Regions from separate parts of the Mus musculus genome. Here region 1 is linked to region 2. Evidence: chromatin contacts called from public HiChIP or PLAC-seq data. All regions are on one chromosome and are shown on one strand. Each heading gives the region's core, a stretch centred on a gene start, on an enhancer-like site or on the middle of the called end of the contact. The rest is flanking DNA. Distances are from core to core; before and after follow the strand shown.

What was found. HiChIP or PLAC-seq counts read pairs in DNA pulled down with a chosen protein or histone mark.
Region 1: a contact with region 2 is called in an H3K4me3 HiChIP or PLAC-seq map of bone marrow-derived macrophages, with 2.5 times the contacts expected there. The contact joins the promoter of Ranbp2 here to the enhancer-like site in region 2. A contact is called at or near these places in 6 of 39 promoter capture datasets (the 3T3-L1 cell line, cranial neural crest, liver and 2 more), 1 of 484 Hi-C or Micro-C datasets (Th1 cells) and 2 of 115 datasets of contacts at active chromatin or transcription factors (bone marrow-derived macrophages and pro-B cells).

What each region holds. Positions count from the first base shown.
Region 1 is chr10:58,443,826-58,448,403 of GRCm38.p6, forward strand. Ranbp2 (RAN binding protein 2) reads left to right here and starts at 3,027. Exons shown (of 29, transcript NM_011240.3): 1 at 3,027-3,226. The coding sequence starts at 3,155.
Region 2 is chr10:57,759,076-57,763,243 of GRCm38.p6, forward strand. No RefSeq gene overlaps it. Among named protein-coding and RNA genes, the nearest start is that of Fabp7, 24 kb to the right of the region's middle. Within about 2 kb of position 1,911, at least 19 of the 459 cell types and tissues checked have an H3K27ac peak or open chromatin away from gene starts, as enhancers often do. A contact at or near this core is called in bone marrow-derived macrophages, where this site is marked.

The DNA.
Region 1 (4,578 bases), core at 1,777-4,276, 690 kb after region 2:
TCATGGACCACACAGACTCCATCTGGATACGTATCCCTGCCAATCAATAGCAAGTTGCCACCTGCTGCCTATTCCAGAGGATAGGATTCCTCCCCTGCCCCCAACCACCAAGACCTAAGGGTTTTAAATGTATACCTAAGAAAAGGTTTTTCTTCTGAACCTACTTAACTTTATTTTCTGCCTCTAATATGTATATTTGTTTCAGCATCCTGCCACATCCAGGCATTTGCTCAAAATCTACACCCAGGACAGCTCCAGAGAAGCAACCCATAGATGCTCTGGTCTACCCTCCCAGATGCCTCTACTGGGCCTGTGCCTTTCTACCTGCCCATGGTCCCACAGACCCTGGACAGCAATGAAACACCCAGCTATCCCAAAACTTGGCCAGCATTCCCATCCCAATTTTCTTAGGTTTCCAAAAGACTCACTGTCTTAGTTAGGGTTTCTATTCCTGCACAAACATCATGACCAAGAAGCAAGTTGGGGAGGAAAGGGTTTATTTGGCTTACAATTCCATACTGCTGTTTATCACCAAGGAAGTCAGGACCGGAAACTCAAGCAGGTCAGAAAGCAGGACCTGATGCAGAGACCATGGAGGGATGTTCATTACTGGCTTGCTTCTCCTGGCTTGCTCAGCCTGCTCTTTTATAGAACCCAAGACTACCAGCCCAGAGATGGTCCCACCCACAAGGGGCCTTTCCCCCTTGATCACTAATTGAGAAAATGCCTTACAGTTGGATCTCATGGAGGTATTTCCTCAACTGAAGCTCCTTTCTCTGTGATAACTCCAGCTTGTGTCAGGTTGACACAAAACTAGCCAGTACACTCACCCATTGCCCCAGAGTCAGCAGGAAGTAGCTAAAGAATATGACATCCTACTCCTGACCCACCATCATCTCTAATTTCTCTTTTCAATTAAACCAAAATGGAGGAATGTTAGCATATCTTCTAGGCTTCATCCAACAGTTACCTGGCAATGGCCAGGTACAAGCCAGGAGTCAGGCATGTAAGGAATGTTCAAGCTTCTCTCTCTCTCTCTCTCTCTCTCTCTCTCTCTCTCTCTCTCTCTCTCTCTCTCTCTCCTCTCTTTATTTCCTCTTTCTCTCCATCTATGCTCTCTCTTCCTACATGTCCCCGGCCTGTCTCTTCCCTTCTTTCTCTCTTCCTCTCTTTCTTTTTCTGTCCTTCACTGTCTTCTTCTTTTCTCTGACTTTATTCTCTTCTCCAGACTCTGCTCCCTTCCAGGCCTCAAGTAAACTTCCTTTTATATACTAGGACTGTCCTATGGTTGACACCTCAGCGGGACCCCTCAACATGGGCTCACTAAGACACCCTCTCCTGCCACATCATACTGTGTTTATAAAGCACACAGCCTGGGAACACAGATTTAGGTTACCTCAAGCCCCATCACCCAACATGAAAAAGTTTTATAGAATAAAGAAAGTCATATAAATAAAGGTAAGCTTAACATATATCCTGATATATGAGAGATGTAGTAACAGTAAGGCGGAGAAGCTTTTTATAGTCCTATGACACTGCTGACATTTTGGGCTGTTTGCTGGTAGAAGCTGGTAGTCTGCTAAGTTAATAGATTCCAATGATTTTTAATCTATAGTTTACAGAATGTTAGTTCTGACACAGAGGTGAGCAAGATGCTGTTCTGGGACTAACCTAGTCCAAGGTAAGTGTATGCAAGGGCAAGGGGCACAGTAAAGAGACTGAAACGGCCACTCTTTGGGTAGACAAGGTAAAGTTTATTCCAAACAACAAAGGTTGTCTCTCTCAGGAAAAGCTGAGAGAAGGGAGATGGGGGAATATGTATCTGGGGAGGAGGGAAGCAAAGAGCCAGGATGCTGGCAAGGGGGCTTTGAATTGTATAACAAGTACTTGTAAGTATGGACTGGGGAGCCTGGGGGCTAGCGCAGAGCTGTAAATCCATTTCTGCCAGAGGTAAGGGAAATTACTCCTTTGGTAGATAGGAAACAGTTTCACAAGTTACTAAGGAATGCAGGCTTTTCCTAACCACTAGAAATCCTCCACAGTCCAGACTGAGTCTAAGTTAGATCCAATTTTGGAGTCAGTGGCATTTTTGGGGGATGGGTGGGGTACCCTTTGTATCTGACAATAAGGTATTTAACATCTGGAACTGCACCACTCTAACCTCTCCACTGCGGTTTTGATCAGTCTTTGCAGACAAAGGTTCTTTTCAGCAGTTGTCGTTTACGACAGTTTATTCACAATCTTGAGACTATTACTTAAAACTTTGTGTGTGTGTGTGTGTGTGTGTGTACATGAGGACGTGTGTGTGTGGGTTCTACGGGGGTCAGAACCCGGATTTAGATAGATGCCCTGGAACCGGCTGCTGAGAACTGAACTTCGGTCCTTCAGAGGACCAACAAGCACTCTTAACTGCGGAGCCATCTCTCTAGCACGAAGAGATTATTACTTTTAATATTCTAATATAATCTGTTCTGCTCATTGTTAAGTCACAAAACAGGCCCCTGAAGGCAATTGTTGCTGACAGCGTCCTAACGGCCGCCTCGATTCTTACCCAAACAGAAACCTAAAGTCATCATTTCTTAAAACCTCGTGAAGCCTGTTTCTGTTTGCCAGGAAAGCCACCACTTCCTCCTCTGCCCCTAACCGTCAACTACCCCGTGAGGTGCATCTCATCACGTAACGCTAATATTTCCACTCCGATTTATCTAAGCATAAAGACACTGTTCAACCAATATTAACCTTTATTCTGCTGAAACCGGAGGCAATGACGACGTTTGTCTCTTTAGAAGGAAATCAAGTGTTGACCAGATGCAGCACCCGAAAAGGTCGGATTTATTAGGGCACTGCCATTTTAGGTCCGCTTTGTGACGTAGCACCAGTGAAATCTATAAAGCCTTTCCCGGGGAAAGGGAGTTCGTCTCGATCGTTTGCGAAACGGTCACGTGGTCTGGAGCGCGGGCGTGGCGGGGTGACAGCGAGCAGGCGCTCCAGGCCGCAGCGCGGCGCACAGTGATGACGCGCGCCGCACGCCCTGTGCCCATCCGTTCGCGACGGAGCTGCGTCACCGGTGTTCGGCGCTCACCTCCTGGAGCCCGCAGTCGCTGTAGGCCCCAGGGCTGGTCTGCCGCTCCTGGGGAGCCTGGTCCGCGGCGCGATGAGGCGTAGCAAGGCCGACGTGGAGCGGTACATCGCCTCGGTGCAGGGCTCCGCCCCGTCGCCCCGAGAGGTAAGCGGGTCTGGTCCGGTGGCGGTGGCGCCGGTGTCATGGCTCCCGGCGGCCTCGGCTCCCCGCTGGAGTGGAGGCGGTCGCGGGCGGCGTGGCGCTGCTGAGCACCGGAGGCGTGGGGACTGCGGCCGCCAGCGTTTCCTCTTCATGGCTATCCGCGGGCCCACTCGGGCCTGGCTTCTTCGGCCTCCGCTCCGTAGGCCGTCGTGGGGCGCTCTGCGGGGTTCGCCCGCCCGCCCGCCCGGCGTCGTCGGTCTCCCGGATAGCTAGGCCCTGTCACGGCTGCCGTGTCTCGGGGGGAGGCTGACACCGCGCGGCGGTGGGCTTGCACGGTTGTGTGGGTGGCTCCACGGACGAAGCAGGGCGGGAAGGAAGGGCGCGTCAGCATAAACGACACGGAAGGCCCATAATTTAAGTCTTCTAGTGCTGTGCCCCGCTTCCCCAAACCCCTTTTGGAGGCTGCTAGTCGGAATTCCTTCTAGGCGGTAGTTGCAATACCTTAACATTTCTAACGTTATTTCGCAACGTGTTTTGTGTGTGTGTGTGTGTGTGTGTGTGTTTAAGATCATTAACGTTGTGTTTATTTTGGGTTCTTAAAGAGTGTTGGCCGGTGGAGAGAGATGTACAGAGGCTCTACAGTCAGTTATTTTTTGGGCGGGGGAGGGGTGTGTTGAACAATCAAGTTCTACCATTGGTAAACTAACTTGGTACAGTATAGACTCTTCATCAGTAAACGGCATTTTGACCTTGTTAGTGTTATTTAGTGTTACCGAGGATGATTCGTGTTAACATTTAGGGCAGACTTTGAGATACAAAGAGTCAGAGGGCTTCAATTTTTGTTTACAAACGCCCAATTCAGTTGTGTATATATATATATATATATATATATATATATATATATATTTTACATTCTGTCTCTGAGGGTTTTATGGTCATCTATATAAACCAAAGTTCATGAACATACAAGTCAAATGGCATAATTTTTGTTGTTGTTGTTGTTGTTACTTAAAGTCTCTTCTTTAGATGGCTTCTGCAGGTTAAATAATCCAGTCCAGCAAATCTACAACCCCTCCCCCAAAGCGATTTTAAAAGTCTCAAGTTCATTTAGTGCTGGTATGCCCAAAGTGGGAAATTTTACACCCAGTTTCCTCTGATGGATCAAAATCAGAATGCCATGGTACAAGAGTTATATGAAAGTGCTTTTGGGTTTCTGTCTATAAGGTGTACATTTTAGATAAATGTGTTTATATTAGATTTAGGATTTGTTACCAGGATATCTAACATGCTTGAAGATATTTAAAAATCTAAAAAAACAAGACCCTGAAATCTAAAAATGCCAAGCATTTCAGATA
Region 2 (4,168 bases), core at 661-3,160:
CTCTTTATTTGCCCTAAAATCTCAAAGGTTTTGTAGTTCAAAAGTTCAGTCATTTTCACCTCAAAAGCTTCAGTTCCTCAATTTTTCCACCCTAGGCTGCGGAGACCATCATGGCTCCCAGAGTTACACACACAGAAGCAGTGGAGCTATCTCTATGAGACCAGTAATGGGGACCAGTCACTAACTTCCCCTAGGATATAATCCTCAGCGTCTGGCTGTTCCTCAACTCAAGTTCTACTTCATTGCTCTGATGCAGCATTTCTGACTTTCAATGGTGCTGTTAGTAACAAAATATTCAAGATGCTGCAATCTTCCAAGGCTACACTCTATTTTCTCGTTATCTAGAAGATTTAAGCATCCAAGATCAAGATGTCAGCAAACTCCATGTTTGGTGTGGGCCTATTTTTAAGACAATGCCATCTGATTTATAATGCTTCCACTCTTCTGACTTAACTTGCTCCAAAGACTTAACTTCTTTTCCCTTTTCAGTCTCTTTTATTTTCCTTTTTCATCTCTTATACAATACATCCCATCTGCCACCTCCCCTCCTCCCCTTCTTCCCAGTTACCTTTCCCCCTAGATCTCCCTCAGATCCACTGCTCCTCTGTTTCCCTTTAGAAAATAGCAGGCCTCTCAGGGATAACAACCAAACACTGCATTAAAAGATGCAATAAAACTAGGCACAATCCCTTACTTATATCAAGGCTGAATGACACAAGATAGTAAGAGGAAATGAGTCCCAAGAGCAAGCAAAGGAGTCAGAGACACCCCCTCTTCCACTGTTAGGAATCTCACAAAACCAAGCTAATAACTATAACATGTATACCAAGGACCTAGCACAGACCCAGGCAGGCTTTGTGTTTGACAATTCCATCTTTATGAGCCCCTGTGAGCCCTGCTTAGTGGATTCTATGAGCCGTGTTCTCCCAGGAGTGCAGACTCCATTTCTTAATGCTAAGTTTCATTTAAATTTGGTGGGACATATTTAAAGTATATAGATCCCCACAAATCTCAGTATGCTAAGCTGTAGAAATTCACAGGCCATCATGAGCAACACTCTTATATAGTCAATTCTCTTATCTAGATGTTTGTTTAGCTTCACATTCTAATTAAAGTCTAGCTTTCCTTGAACAATGGTCTTCATTTTAGTCATCCACTTCATGAACTTCTAAGTAGGATGTAATGGTATATTCCCTTCTTATTCTTTCTCTCTTCTTCCCTCGGTGGTGGTGGTGGTGGTGGTGGTGGAGTGTGTGCATATGTTTTCCTCTTTTGTTCCTTATTATCAGCATAACAATGGTTCCCATCATGGCTATTCCTTAAGAAGTTAATATCATTCTACTCACTGCCTGGCTCCTGCGTTCCTTGTCTCCTAACGTCAAAGTGCACACAGAACATCTATCCAACCGAGGACTTTCAGCTCCCTTATCCTTCCAGTGACATTAGTATCTCTCTTTACTCTCCAAATGAGTGCTATGAGAACACTCATTTAAAATATGGTTCCATGACTCCAAAAACCCCTACGTGGCTGCAGTTCCTTGGTTCTTCTTTATGATAGAAATCCTTGAAGGGTCTGTCAAGATGTACAGTGTCCTATTTACTTCTCTTATCCCAAGTTCTTCAGGCTATGCAAATCACTGTTATCAACGACATGCCTGACCCTTAAATTATTCAATTTGAATATTGATTTCATCTTCTGTTTCCAAGTGTTCCATCATCATCTGACAAGTAGCCACCCCTTGAAGCTCTACTTCCTGACTTCTAGTGTGTAGCACTGCTCTTTTTTTTCCGTTTCCTTCCTCTCCCTTTTTGTTTTAGTTTCTGAGATACAGTCTCACTCTCAGCTGATGTCTAGCTCATGATCTTCCTGCTTTGTTCTTCAAAGTGCCAGAACTACAGGCATGTGGCTGATTCATTAGGATCAGTCTTTTCATTGTGTCTCTCTGAGTCCAGACTCACTCTCTGGATAGATGACAGAATAATATCCGTGGCTTTTAAGATGAGTTCTAGATTCTGCTTACTCCTGCTGTGTATGTTACTCATACACTTGTGATGAACTTTCTCCTACACTTCTCTTTTGAATTCCAGACTTCTGTGCTCACAAGTCTACCTGATAAAGGCCTTAAATACATAATAAATATCTCAAACTTATTTTCAACTTAAAAGTATTGATTACTACTTTCCCCACCCAGTGTTCTCTTGGTATTTTATAAAATAATAATTTTGGAGCATTCTTTACTCCAACCAAAAGTCTCATACTCTTTCCTAAATCACCTTCCTCTCACAGGAGACAGGATCAGCATCCAATAAACTGAAAAGAAGGGATGACTTTCAGAGGACAAGAGGACTTTGAACTAGAGATTTTCATGCTAAGGATATGTTCTCCCTTTGCCCCAGCATCTGGCTTCTTTCAACAAAGCACGTGTCTTCAGATGTTAAATGAAATGTCATAGGGAAGTAGAACAAGGAGAAAGAAGTTCTTCTTTACTGGTCTCAAATCACTTAATAATCATAAACTTCATTTGTAGAAAAATGACAGCAACTTTTCTGCTGTTAGGTAGAAGTGGAAATAGCAATCGAGTTCAGCTACAGAAAACATACTTTGTTATGGTATGGACTGAGAAGTCACATCTAGTGCCTTTAAAGTCTCTTCTCCTCATGTGGCTTTTGAGTTCTTGGAGAAGTGTTTTATATGAATTCCAGTGAGTCAGAAAATGACTTAATAGGTCTCAGATAATAGCATTTGTACAGTCAATATCTGCTTATATGTAGAATGGCTAGAAATTGACCTTTTTACTGAACTGAGTGTATAAATTGATGTTAGCCCTGTGTTTGCCATTCATCACTAAGTGTCCACAGGATGAAGTAGGCTGTAGAAAGTGACACTTCCCCTCTTCTTCTATTTCTATTTATAGAACTTACTAGCTTGTGACTCCATAAATAAAGTATCTAATTCTATATAAAATAAACATAATTAAACATGTTTTTGAAAACTCTGTAGAGCCGAGCATGTAATCACAGCTATGTCATTATGGAAAACTTATTTTGAATGAGAAATGGAACTGTGAATTCATCTAGCTTAGGTAGATTTCAATTAAAAACTAAAAGAAAGCTGAATACCCTTCCTAAAATAAACCAATGGTAATAGTTTGTACAACTGAAAAACTAAAAAATGAGTGCTTATGAGTGCTATTCTCTTAGTATATGATTTTGTTGGTCGTATTCTGAGTTACAAATTCAAACCACATAAATGGTTGTAACAACAGAAAAATGCTCAAGAAAGTTTCTAATAGGATTGGAGAGATGGCTCAACTTTAAGAACACTGCTCTTGCAAATGACCTGAGTTCAGTTTGTAGCACACACATGTGAGTTCAAATCCACCAGTAACTCCAGTTCAAAGAGACTCTAAGCCATATTCTGACCTTGGTGGGCACCAGGCATGCATGTGGTGCACGTACATATGTGTAGGTTAACACTTGTATGCATAAAGTAAGAGCAAATATTTTTTAAAAAGAAATCTCATTAGACAGAATGCTTTGAAATATGAATTTATATTCATTGTTACTGAATATAACCCTCCTACATTATAATGGGCTTTGAAATAGTGCCTTATTTATGAAGCTATCTATGATCAAGGGAAGCTATAGAAATTTATGGTTTGTGTTTGTCTATCTTTATATCACTCTTGGTATGTTTTTTGTTTTCTAATGTCCATATTCATTTCACATTTAACACTATATTAGTATATTAGCATGTGCATATTAGTTACAATAAATGAACATATACATATTATGTGGATAAAGATTTTAATAATGTGAAATATAGAATATTATTGAGATATTACTGCTCAGCAGGACAGTAATTAGAAACACCACACTTAGTCCTTTCTTTTCAGCACTGAAGATCAACCCTAGAGCCTCTCACAAATGCTAGGTTCACGCGTTAAGGTAAGCTTCATCTCTAGTCCTTCTAAATATTTCCCATGAAAAAGCTTTCTCAGGATCAGACTTCTTACTGTGTTCTCTCCTTGAGCTTTTCCTTTGCTGCCATGCAGGGCTACAGTTTACAAATTCAGACAAGTGCCACACCCTCCCAGTCATCAATCCACTCAACCCTTGTGAAACACGTTTGTTATGTAAAACATAATAGCACAGAGTCCAGGAGTTT